Regions from separate parts of the Sus scrofa genome. Here region 2 is linked to region 1. Evidence: chromatin contacts called from public Hi-C data. All regions are on one chromosome and are shown on one strand. The core of a region is the stretch at or near the end of the contact, and the rest is flanking DNA. Distances in the headings are between cores, read along the strand shown.

Region 1 (5,201 bases), core at 778-3,277:
CATTGCTAAACATTGGACAGAAGAAACAAAGTGATTGGGAAAACAAAAACAAGATGTCCTTAAGTGGAGATTAGGAACCTGTGACTAATTAGAGGGAATTCCTGGAAGGGGGCAGCGGTATTCCAGACATGCCGACAGAAATGGTACATGGCATGTGGGTACTGCTAACTGAAGTCACATGTCCTGTGTCAGCAGAGAGGATTCTCAGCATCCTCACTATACAGGCAGAGCTTAATACAAGGAAATTTATGGGTAATGGATTTTCATAACAGGCTTTTTATGATCTTCTCCTCCCCCTAAAGTGCCCTCTGGAGCTTTCCTGCTTCCACTCTCATTTTTCTTAATTGGAAAAAGATTTAGTATTCATTTCCTCTTTCCCAGTGCTCTCTTGGCTCCATTTCCCTTGGGGTGGCATGGCCTCCCATCTTTACCCCCCTCCTTTGTCCTTCCTCTCTTCTTCAGAAACAGAAAGCTCAAATATACTGACAGATAGGACACTGGAGCATTGTTTCTAGCAACTCTGGTGAAGGAAATGACTGTTATGCTAACAAGGAAGCCTATTTTGGGGTGATTATTACCTCCCCAACTCCAGAGGTATTACACAAACTTACCTAACATCCAGCTGGCTTACACCTCCCCTGCATGTGCTAGAACTGCAGAGTTTTGTTTACACGTTGTAGCAAACAGAAAGACAAATTTTGAGTAGAGATAGGAAATGGAAAATGAAAGGCCAAATCCTGGAATTTTGGACCTAGGTGAAGAACATTTATTGCTTGTCAGGGATTTGGGAGCCAATGACCGCTATGGGTCCAACCTCCCTACTGTCGGGAAAAGAAGTCAAGGAGGCCGCTCTGCACTTGGAGGGTCATCTTCCTAAGTCAACAGAGACCTTACCATACATGGGGCCTGCTCCATGTAGAAGGAAGGAAGCGGACACCTATTTCTTGTGATTTGGTACAGACCAAACCAAACCTTTCTTCTACAGTTAAACTTAATACAAGCCCCCTGTAAAAATGTGAACATTCAAACAGATAGAGTTATATTAAATACGTAAGCTCCTGTGCGTGTGTGTGTGTGTGTGTGTGTGTGTGTGTGTGTGTTAACAGAATTAAAATCACCAACAGCTTAAGAATCAGACAACCAGGGCCCTGAGAGAGGGAAACGTGGGCATTAGAAACATTCTTGGACAGCACTTGAATTGCTTGAGGTTCTTGTCCTGTCTCAGCAGATTCACCCCAACAAGAGAGTATTAACCAACAAGGCTGATGCTACCTTCTGATTAGATACCAGTGCAATCACTAGTTCCTTAAAATTGCTACCTAGTATTAGAGGCACAGCTTCAGTAGGGGAGATAACCGATCTTTCACTCAAAATTTTTTTTTTCTCATTACACATCACAAAGTTACAGCATTGGCATTGGTTTATGGGTTTCTAATCTTGTGTATATTCCTCACTACAACCATACCACTGATCATGTGGGAACCTAGACTTTGAGGGGAGGACAGTTAAATTCAAGTCGGACATCAGAGTGGTGGGCTCTGAGCAGCCTAGGTTCTGAGATGGAGGCGGTGGATGATGTGCAAGATGGCAACGTGGCATCTCAACGTTCAGTACTGGGATGCTGGTTGGTAGTGCTATTCTAAGATGCAAATTGGCACCTATGCGACTGGACCTGATGTCTCCATTCAACATATTTACTGAGCATTTACTCTATTCAAGCCCCTGAGGGTGGAAACCCAGATGAATTAAAATCCTGAAAGGCACTTATAATCTGGGAGGGAAGTTAAGACATGTGTAAGAATGTAATAGTACATAGAATGTGTTAAATATCATAGGAGACAGGTAAAGTGACAAAGTTTAGAGGAGGAAGAAGACAATTCCAGCAAGGGATCAGAGAGAAGACTTCATAGAGAAAGTGGTATTTGAGCCAGATCTTTTAGGACTGGGGCCGGAGCGGGGGAGGAGGGTGGAAGAGGATCTTTCCACACGCACAGAGAGCTCAGATAGCAAGGCTGCAGAATCAGGAAATATGGACATGAGAAAGCAAACAATCCAGTCGGGCCAGGGCTTGGAGTACATGAAGAGTATTAGCAAGACTCCGGTTGTGCTTGGCACATGCAGAAGGACAGCTTCCAATAACTGGAAAAGTGAACTGACCATTTTACAAAGCTAAAGGAGGAAGATTCCCTCCATGGCGGCGGCCCTACGGGTGCACACGGGGAGGATTTGCTGGTTGCAGTCTCCACTCCAGGTGTTTCATTTCACTCTGCAGCATTCCCTGAGAAGTAAAAGGCCAGCTACCCCAAATCAGGGCCTCCATAAATCTTAGCTGCAAGAGGAGACTTCAGTTCAGTGAATCCTAAAGTCACTGAGAACAGAAGCACAGTGGAGGATCCTTCAAGAGCAATAAGCTATGACTTCCTACTTTTCAGGATGGCATTTATGTCCTTTTTTATTTTTGTCACCTTCTCCACTGTCTTGTACTTATTTTTCCCACACAGAGTTACATCAAAATTTCAATTACTGTACTTGTTAAGCAGATCCCAAGTGAAATCCACCCCTGTGGCAAGGTGGGCAAGATATTAAAACCACAGAATAATTAAACTAGAAGGCATTTTGGAGGTAATTTTCAATCCATGCTCCACATTTTATACACGATAACCTGGGATGCAAGAGGGGAAGTGAGTCACACAATTTCAAAATCAGGTCTAGATGCAGGGCTTTGGTTCCCACACTGGTTTTCTTTCTAACCTATGATACTGTACGAGCTTTCTTAGGGTGTTCTCTCAATGAACAAACAGCTCCAGTCATCTGAGCTAGGGATCAGCAAAATATAGCCCAAGGGTCAAATCCAGCTCACAGTCTATTGTTGTAAATAAGGTTTTATTGGGACATAGTCATTCCCGGGTCATCTATGGCTGCTTTCACAGTGCAATGCCAGTCAGGTAATTATGACAGCGAGTGTACTTATCACAAATTTGAAGTTAGAACATCTAGCCCTTTACAAAAAAAGTTTGCTGATTTCTAATCTAACCCAATGGCCTTGAAAAAAATTTTTTTTGCACATACACACACATTCAAGAACTCTGTGAGTTGCCAAGAGGGCAGACTCTCCACAATGGTTTGTGAATATGAACCAAGAAACCCGGCTGTGCCCATAGTGAAACTGCCTGGGTCATGGGACTTGCTCTCTGATCATCAATTCCAGAAGCTGAAGCCTGAGCACTCACCAAGGATCCCTCAGGTTTGAACTTCAACACTATGAAGTAATAGAACAGAGCCTTATTAAATTAACCTGGGAGGGCTAGTGGCAGCTTCGAGGCTATGCTTGGAGACAGAAGAAGGTTAGCCAAAAATATAGGAGGTGGAACCCCTGACACTTAACATTTCTCTCACTTCCTTCCCACTATAAGTTGGAAACAGCTACTTCTCAAAGCCATCTTGCTAGTGTTTGCGTGGGTAGGTACCTGGAGAATTTAGCTCTCTGGCCCAAAATGCCAACATTCCAATGTATTTACTGTAAATTTGTTTCTCATTTGAATGCTATTTCTTCTGTAGATGGCATTATGTTGTCAGTACATACTGAAAGTTCCTTTAAATTTAGATTTGGAAAAATGTATATTTTTCCTGGGAAGGAAGAACCAAATGGTTGTGGACAGGAAAGCATTTGACTTGAATATCATCAACGATCATGGACTAAAGTCAAACTGAATCAACCAGTGTTTTCTCGTCGGTTAGTGGATCCTGGCCTGCTTCAAGAGCTGGTGTGTGAGTGAGTGTGTGCACATGCACACCTGCCATCAGCTGGCCTCTGTTCCTGCCACACGACCAGCCTTGGTGTTTCTCATGAACAGAGCTTTCTTTCCCTGTTGCTCTAATGCATTCTCCCCTCCCCCCATAATTCCCCCTCCTGTAGCATCATCCTTTATACAGTCTTTATATCCCTCTATATTCTCTCTCCTCTCATCCTCAAGCTTAGGGTTGGTCTTGGCCTTTTGCAACATCTGTGGAAAGCAACAATATTCCATACAGGTAGGTAAACCAAGCAAGTTTGTCTTAGCCGGTCCTTCAGAATTATTTTCATGTGTTCTAGTCAAAACGGATTTTGTAATTCATGGGATAAATCATTAAGATAACCACAAGTAGCTGATTCTACTGTATCATGAACAGTCTTGTCATTTTTACATCATTTCATCGTTAAGCTTATAAGTTAGTTTAAATCTACTTTGCAGCTAACCTAAACTCACCTGGGGATGTGTCGAGAAGTGATTTTATTTTATCTGCAGACCTCATAACCACCTGCCCAGCTGATCAACACATGCAAAAGAACAGTGTGGTTGGGCTACTCACTGTCTCAGAACACTACGTTGACTATTTTTGATCCGGATGTTAGTAGCCGTGACTCCCAGTGACACAGCATTATGGGCTCGTGCTCTCTAGGGCAATACTTTGGAATGATGTGTCCAAGGGCCCTTTCAGGCCCCATTTGATTTGACCTTGGAGAAATCTTTAACACTGTTGATCTTACTCTCCTTTGTGAGGTTCTCTGCCCACCATTGATTTGGTACCTTCCTTTGTGTCTTCCTCAGAGCTGGTCTTTTCTTACTCAACATACTTGGTCTGGATAATCCCTTCTACACTGATAACTTATGAATCAGTTTTTAGGTGATGATTTTCTAATTTTTATTTCTGGCTCAGACTGTTTCAGATTTCTAAATGAATTTCTAAATGACCTCTCTTCTTTGGTAATGAAATTTCCAGTGAGGAAGTCGCGAGTAATGAGTTATTCTGGATATCTGATTAATCCATGACTCTTCCAACATTCAAAACTTTTCCCTATGCTGGTACTACATTCTCAGATTCTCTTATTTTCAAAGATGGAAGGTTTAAAAAAAACAAAACAAAACAAAACAAAACAAATTCCTTAGTCATACTAGCCTATCCTTGGTGCAGATAGCAATTTCGCAGTTTCAGGATATGAGGCTGGGTCAATATTAAAAGAAAAGTCAAAAGAGCATTGATTAACTAAATTAAATATAAAGTGATGAATAACTTGCATGAAAACAGGGAAAACATTAAACTATAACTTCATTATTTATGCCTTTGAAATGGAATCACTGTTTTTCAACTATGTGGCAGAGAATTTTACTCCTTACACGCATGGAAAATAAAGTCCACACAATACCCATGTGTCTAGAAGT
Region 2 (5,201 bases), core at 1,980-4,479, 71 kb after region 1:
CTACCGACGCCAACAATCAAAGAAAAAGGCATAGTCAGGGGCACTCCCTTCTCTAAGCTGATTCTCAAAACCTTCTAAGCTTCAGATACTCCGAGACTCTTTGGACCCTTTGCTTTGTCCAAAGTCTTCTGTTGATAGTTAGGAATTTGACTAATTGGTAGAAGAGGAGGCTTTGGAGGATTACAAATAACTACAGAAATGTACTATTAGATGATCTAGAGTTAACTCTCTTGCACTGGAGATACAGTGATAAATATTAAATATTAGAAGGACCAAAGAAACAAAAAACTGTGACAGTAAATCACCATCACACCCCTATACCTGCCCCAACATGATGCAACAAGAGATGTTAATGGGTATGAGTACGGGAAATGCAACTCTGGGCTTTAATATTTGCTTTTATAATAACAAGGCTTTAGAACAACTGGGCTCAAGTGGACCTTAAGAGCATATCTTGCTTCCCCCCATCCCCATTTTTTAAACTGGGAATGCATGAAGAAAAAATATCTAGAAATCATGGGAAAAGGTTGTTTGGTTTGGTGTGTTATTTTTGGTCTAGAGTCTGTGTATGTTCATGAATTACCTTGTTAGTGAGACAAAGAAAGGCTTTTGAGAGAAACCATAAAGTGAATGGCAACATGGCTAAAAGTAGAGTTTGTCTTCAGATATTCTCTATTTTCCAATTTAGCATGGATGGGCCAGAAAGCTGACGAAGTTCCCACTCCCCGGTTTTTTTGTTTTTGTTTTTGTTTTTTTTTTTTTTTTTTGTCTTTCTGTCTTTTTAGGGCCACACCCGCAGCATGTGGAGGTTCCCAGGCTAGGGCTCCAATCAGAGCTGTAGCCTCCAGCCTATGCCAGAGCCACAGCAACACAGGATCCGAGCCGCGTCTGCAAACTACACCACAGCTCACGGCAATGCCGGATCCTTAACCCACCGAGCAAGGCCAGCGATCGAACCCACAATCTCATGGTTCCTAGTTGGATTCATTAACCACTGAGCCATGATGGGAGAGCCCACTCCCTGTTTTAAGATTATTCTGGGGAGGAGTTCCCGTTGTGGTGCAGTGGTTAATGAATCCGAATAGGAACCATGAGGTTGTAGGTTCGCTCCCTGGCCTTGCTCAGTGGGCTAAGGATCTGGCATTGCCGTGAGCTGTGATGCAGGTCGAAGAGGCAGCTTGGATCCCGAGTTGCTGTGGCTGTGGTGTAGGCTGGCGGCCACAGCTCCGATTCAACCTCTAGCCTGGGAACCTCCATATGCCACGGTGCAGCCCTAGAAAAGGCAAAAAGACAAAAAAAAAAAAAAAAAAAAAAAAAATTATTCTGGGGAGTTCCCATCATGGCTCAGTGGTAATGAACCAACTAGTATCCATGAGGTTGCGGGTTCCATCCCTGGCCTTGCTCAGTGAGTTAAAGGTCGGACGCTGCCGTGAACTGCGGTATAGGTTGCAGACACAGCTTGGATCCTGATTGCTGTGGCAGTGGTGTAAGCTGGCAGCTACAGCTCCGATTAGACTCACAACCTGGGAACTTCCATAGGCTGTGGGTGCAGCCCTAAAAAGAAAAAAAAAAAAAAAGATAATTCTGTACTGTCAGCTACTTTGTGACTTCAAATAGATGCCTGGGTGAACCATTACTCATTGGATCCTTTAAACTTTTCATATGGTTCTCAACACATATTCCGACTGACCTGGCTCAGAGGCAATTTCTGAAATTCTCTGCAGGCAAAGCTAAGTCTAGACCGGACATGGTAAGGAAGGGAGGACCCGAGATGAAGGAAGAGAGGCCAGGCATTAGGTAGATGAGCCCGTCTCCCACAGTTCCCTTCCCAGCAGTGGCAAACAGCCAGGTGCTATTTATTGCTCCTTTGATTGAACCATCTGCTCAGGCATGTGGGGAAATTTGGGTTTTGTATGAAAGCATTCACTACAGGAGAATCAAGGTGCGATAAAAAGAAAGGAGGGATTTCTCTCCTTTCAATCAGCTTCCTAGCCCTCCGAGACGAGTGATTAAAAAAAAAAAAAAAATCCTCAGGAAACCTCTAACTAAAGCCATTCAGTAGCATGAGAAGCAGAAACTAGCACCTTCCTAGGTGACACAAATGGAAAAATATTGACAGTACATACTTGCAAAAAGTGGTTAAAATTCTTACCGTAAGTGTTTACAGAAAGAAGCCATTTTCCAAAGGGATACCAAGGGGCTGGGTGAAGGGGAGGGTCTCGAATGATAACTTTTTATAACAGGGAGTTACTGCAAAGGCAAAATTAGGGATCCTTTATAAAAAGAAAAACTTTATGGAGTCAATACAAAGAACTAGGTTTTCATTAATTTACAGTTTTGCCTTGGGTGGGCGAATTAGGACCCCTTGCTTTCAACATTAATATTTATATTAAAAAAAATCCCTCCAGGAGTTCCTGCCATGGCTCAGCAAAAACGAATCTGATTAGCATCCATGAGGACTCAGGTTTGATCCCTGGCCTCACTCAGTGGGTTAAGGATCTGGCATTGCCATGAGCTGTGGTCTATGTCACAGTCGCAGCTCAGATCTGGTTTGGTTGTGGCTGTGGTGTAGGCTGGCAGCTGCAGCTCTGATTGGACCCCTAGCCTGGGAACTTCCATATGCCTTGGGTGTGGCCTTAAAAAGCAAAAAAAAAAAAAAAAAAAAAATCCCTCCATGGCTCCTTTTTAATATGCTCTGCTCTCATCATGGAGCTGCTAATAAGTACTGTGTATTAAGAGCTTTTTGTGCTAGGCCCTGTGCGAAGCTCCTTGCACGCATCTACTTCAGGTATCACTTCAGGTATACACGTTCTTAACCTAGGAGAACCAGTGAGAAGTTTGTTGTGTTTAAGACATGTGACAGGAGTTCCCATCGTGAAGCAGTGGTTAACGAATCTGACTAGGAACCATGAGGTTTCAGGTTCGATCCCTGGCCTTGCTCAGTGGGTTAAGGATTCGGCGTTGCCATGAGCTGTGGTGTAGGTCACAGACATGGCTCAGATCCTGCGTTGCTGTGGCTCTGGCAGCTACAGCTCCGATTCGACCCCTAGCCTGGGAACCTCCATATGCCATGGGAGCAGCCCCAGAAAAGACAAAAAGACAGGAAAAAAAAATGTGACAAAATTCCCCCAGTTAGTAATTAGTGATGCCTGTATTCAAACCCAGGGGCTCAGCCAGCCTGATGGGTGTGTGAGAAGGATACAATTCACTTACTCACTGAGGGAGGACTCTGAGCCAAGAGGGGACACACAGTGACAAGCAAGGACTCTGCTTCCATGGAGTTTACACTCCGGGACCATTTCCAATAGTAAGTAAATAACAGAGCATGATGGGATAGAAGGCCACTCACTGGATGTTGGATGGGGAGGGGCAGTCTCTCCGAAGAAGAGCTATCTAGGCTGAAAATATATTTCTAGGGAGGAGTCACTCACATAAAGAGTGTTCTTGGAGGAGCTACTGAGAATCCTGGTGTGAGACAGAGGGTTTTATGAGATGGTTGTGTGCTCTGGGATGATAACGCTCTTCCAAGCTGTTTGGTCCACATGGATTCAGTCTTCTCCGTCTATTAGCAGAGCACCCAATCTTTCAAGATGGGCTGAACAAAGAAACTTACCAAAAAAAAATGATTCTCAGAATACCACCTTTGCTGGGAAGCACGAGAGTGATGGGAGTGCTGGCAACCTGTCCCCTCCTAAAAGGAGAGTGCCAGTGGTGCATCTGGTCACCTGTGCACCCAGTACCCAGAACAACAGAGGCATCCTTGTACCCCTGTTCACTTAAATGTGAAGAAAGCTGCTTTCTGTAGGTTTACATGAGCTCCTTTCAGTCTTGTGCCTTGGAGGATAAGGCAGAATGTTTCTTAATAATAGAAAAATGAAAAAGCTACAGGATATAATCCTTGGAATGGGAAAGGAATGGTAAGAAGCTATTTCAGTCTTAGTTGGCAGGAAGTCACATAATTTGTGGGGATGGAAATTAAAATAAAATACTTAAAAATAGATCTATGGGTTTTAGTCAAAATGAGCCAGTAACAATAAAACATTAATAATCGTCTCTTGTGAGTTGTCTCTGTTTTACATTTATACTTGAAGAAGGGAGCTAGGAGTATTTTCAGAGGGAAGAAATATGTGATCTCAGGGAATTTGGGTCACTTAAGTAAATACTAATGAGTGAATTGACCTTGTCCAAGTCATTTAAGCACTCCTGGCCCTGCAGTCCTTTCATCCATAACATGAAGCATTTGGAATAGATTTTTTTTAAGATCCCTCCAACTCGGATGGTTTATGTGTAATTCTATGATCTTTTAAGGAAAAAAAAATGTATTGTGTATTTCTCAGTATCTGCCAAAGACCTTGTAATAGCTGTGAATAAAACAAGTTCGATCAAGTTCACACTTTTTAGCAGCTAACAGGGCGCCCAGAGAAGGGTATTGTTTTTCAGGGACCACCTACCCCACCCCTTCTCCATTATTTCTAAGAGATTAACCAACTCTAACCCACTGAGCTAAGCAGCCATCTATTATTTCTAAGAGAAGAGTGTATTTTATAGCTCTGACAGAAATTATAACATATTGCATAATTTTTGTTTTGTTTTGTCTTTTTTTTTAGGGCTGCACCCATGGCATATGGAAATTCCCAGGCTAGGGGTTGAATTGGAGCTGTAGCCATTGGTCTACACCACAGCCACAGCAATGCCAGATCCAAGCCATGTCTGCAGCCTACGTCAGAGCTCAAAGCAACACTGGATCTTTAACCTAAAGAGCAAGGCCAGGGATCAAACCCGTGTCCTCATGGATACTAGTTGGGTTCATTACTGCTAAGCCACAATGGGAACTCCCATATCACATAATATTATCTATTCCTTCTCAAAGTAAGGAGACAGATTCAGATTCACTATCCCATAGTTAATAAGTAGCAGTGTTGAAACTACAGCCCAGATTTGTTTGACCCCAAAGCTCTTTCCATGACTGAATACTTAGGGTAGAAAAGACAGGACCATATAAGAGAACAAGAAACCAAGCAGAATGTTCTGAAAAGCACAGCAGGGTCTTCAGTAGCTTCATGGAGCGAAGTAGGAAAACCCAACATTCAAGAAGGAAGAAGCATTTTAGAGCTGACATATCTGTATCTCGATTCTGATGGTTATTACACACTTGCGTATTTGTTAAAACTTAAAGAACTGTACACTGAAAGAGTAGATTT

The links. Hi-C and Micro-C count contacts between places; a contact is called where the count stands out from the background.
Region 2: a contact with region 1 is called in a Hi-C map of liver, with 2.1 times the contacts expected there. The contact joins two enhancer-like sites. A contact is called at or near these places in 5 of 47 Hi-C or Micro-C datasets (brain, embryonic fibroblasts, liver and 1 more).

What each region holds. Positions count from the first base shown.
Region 1 is chr18:14,317,369-14,322,569 of Sscrofa11.1, forward strand. All of the region lies in intron 3 of CALD1 (caldesmon), which reads right to left. Among named protein-coding and RNA genes, the nearest start is that of AGBL3, 54 kb to the left of the region's middle. Within about 2 kb of position 2,028, at least 10 of the 83 cell types and tissues checked have an H3K27ac peak or open chromatin away from gene starts, as enhancers often do. A contact at or near this core is called in liver, where this site is marked.
Region 2 is chr18:14,387,617-14,392,817 of Sscrofa11.1, forward strand. All of the region lies in intron 1 of CALD1 (caldesmon), which reads right to left. Among named protein-coding and RNA genes, the nearest start is that of CALD1, 96 kb to the right of the region's middle. Within about 2 kb of position 3,230, at least 9 of the 83 cell types and tissues checked have an H3K27ac peak or open chromatin away from gene starts, as enhancers often do. A contact at or near this core is called in liver, where this site is marked.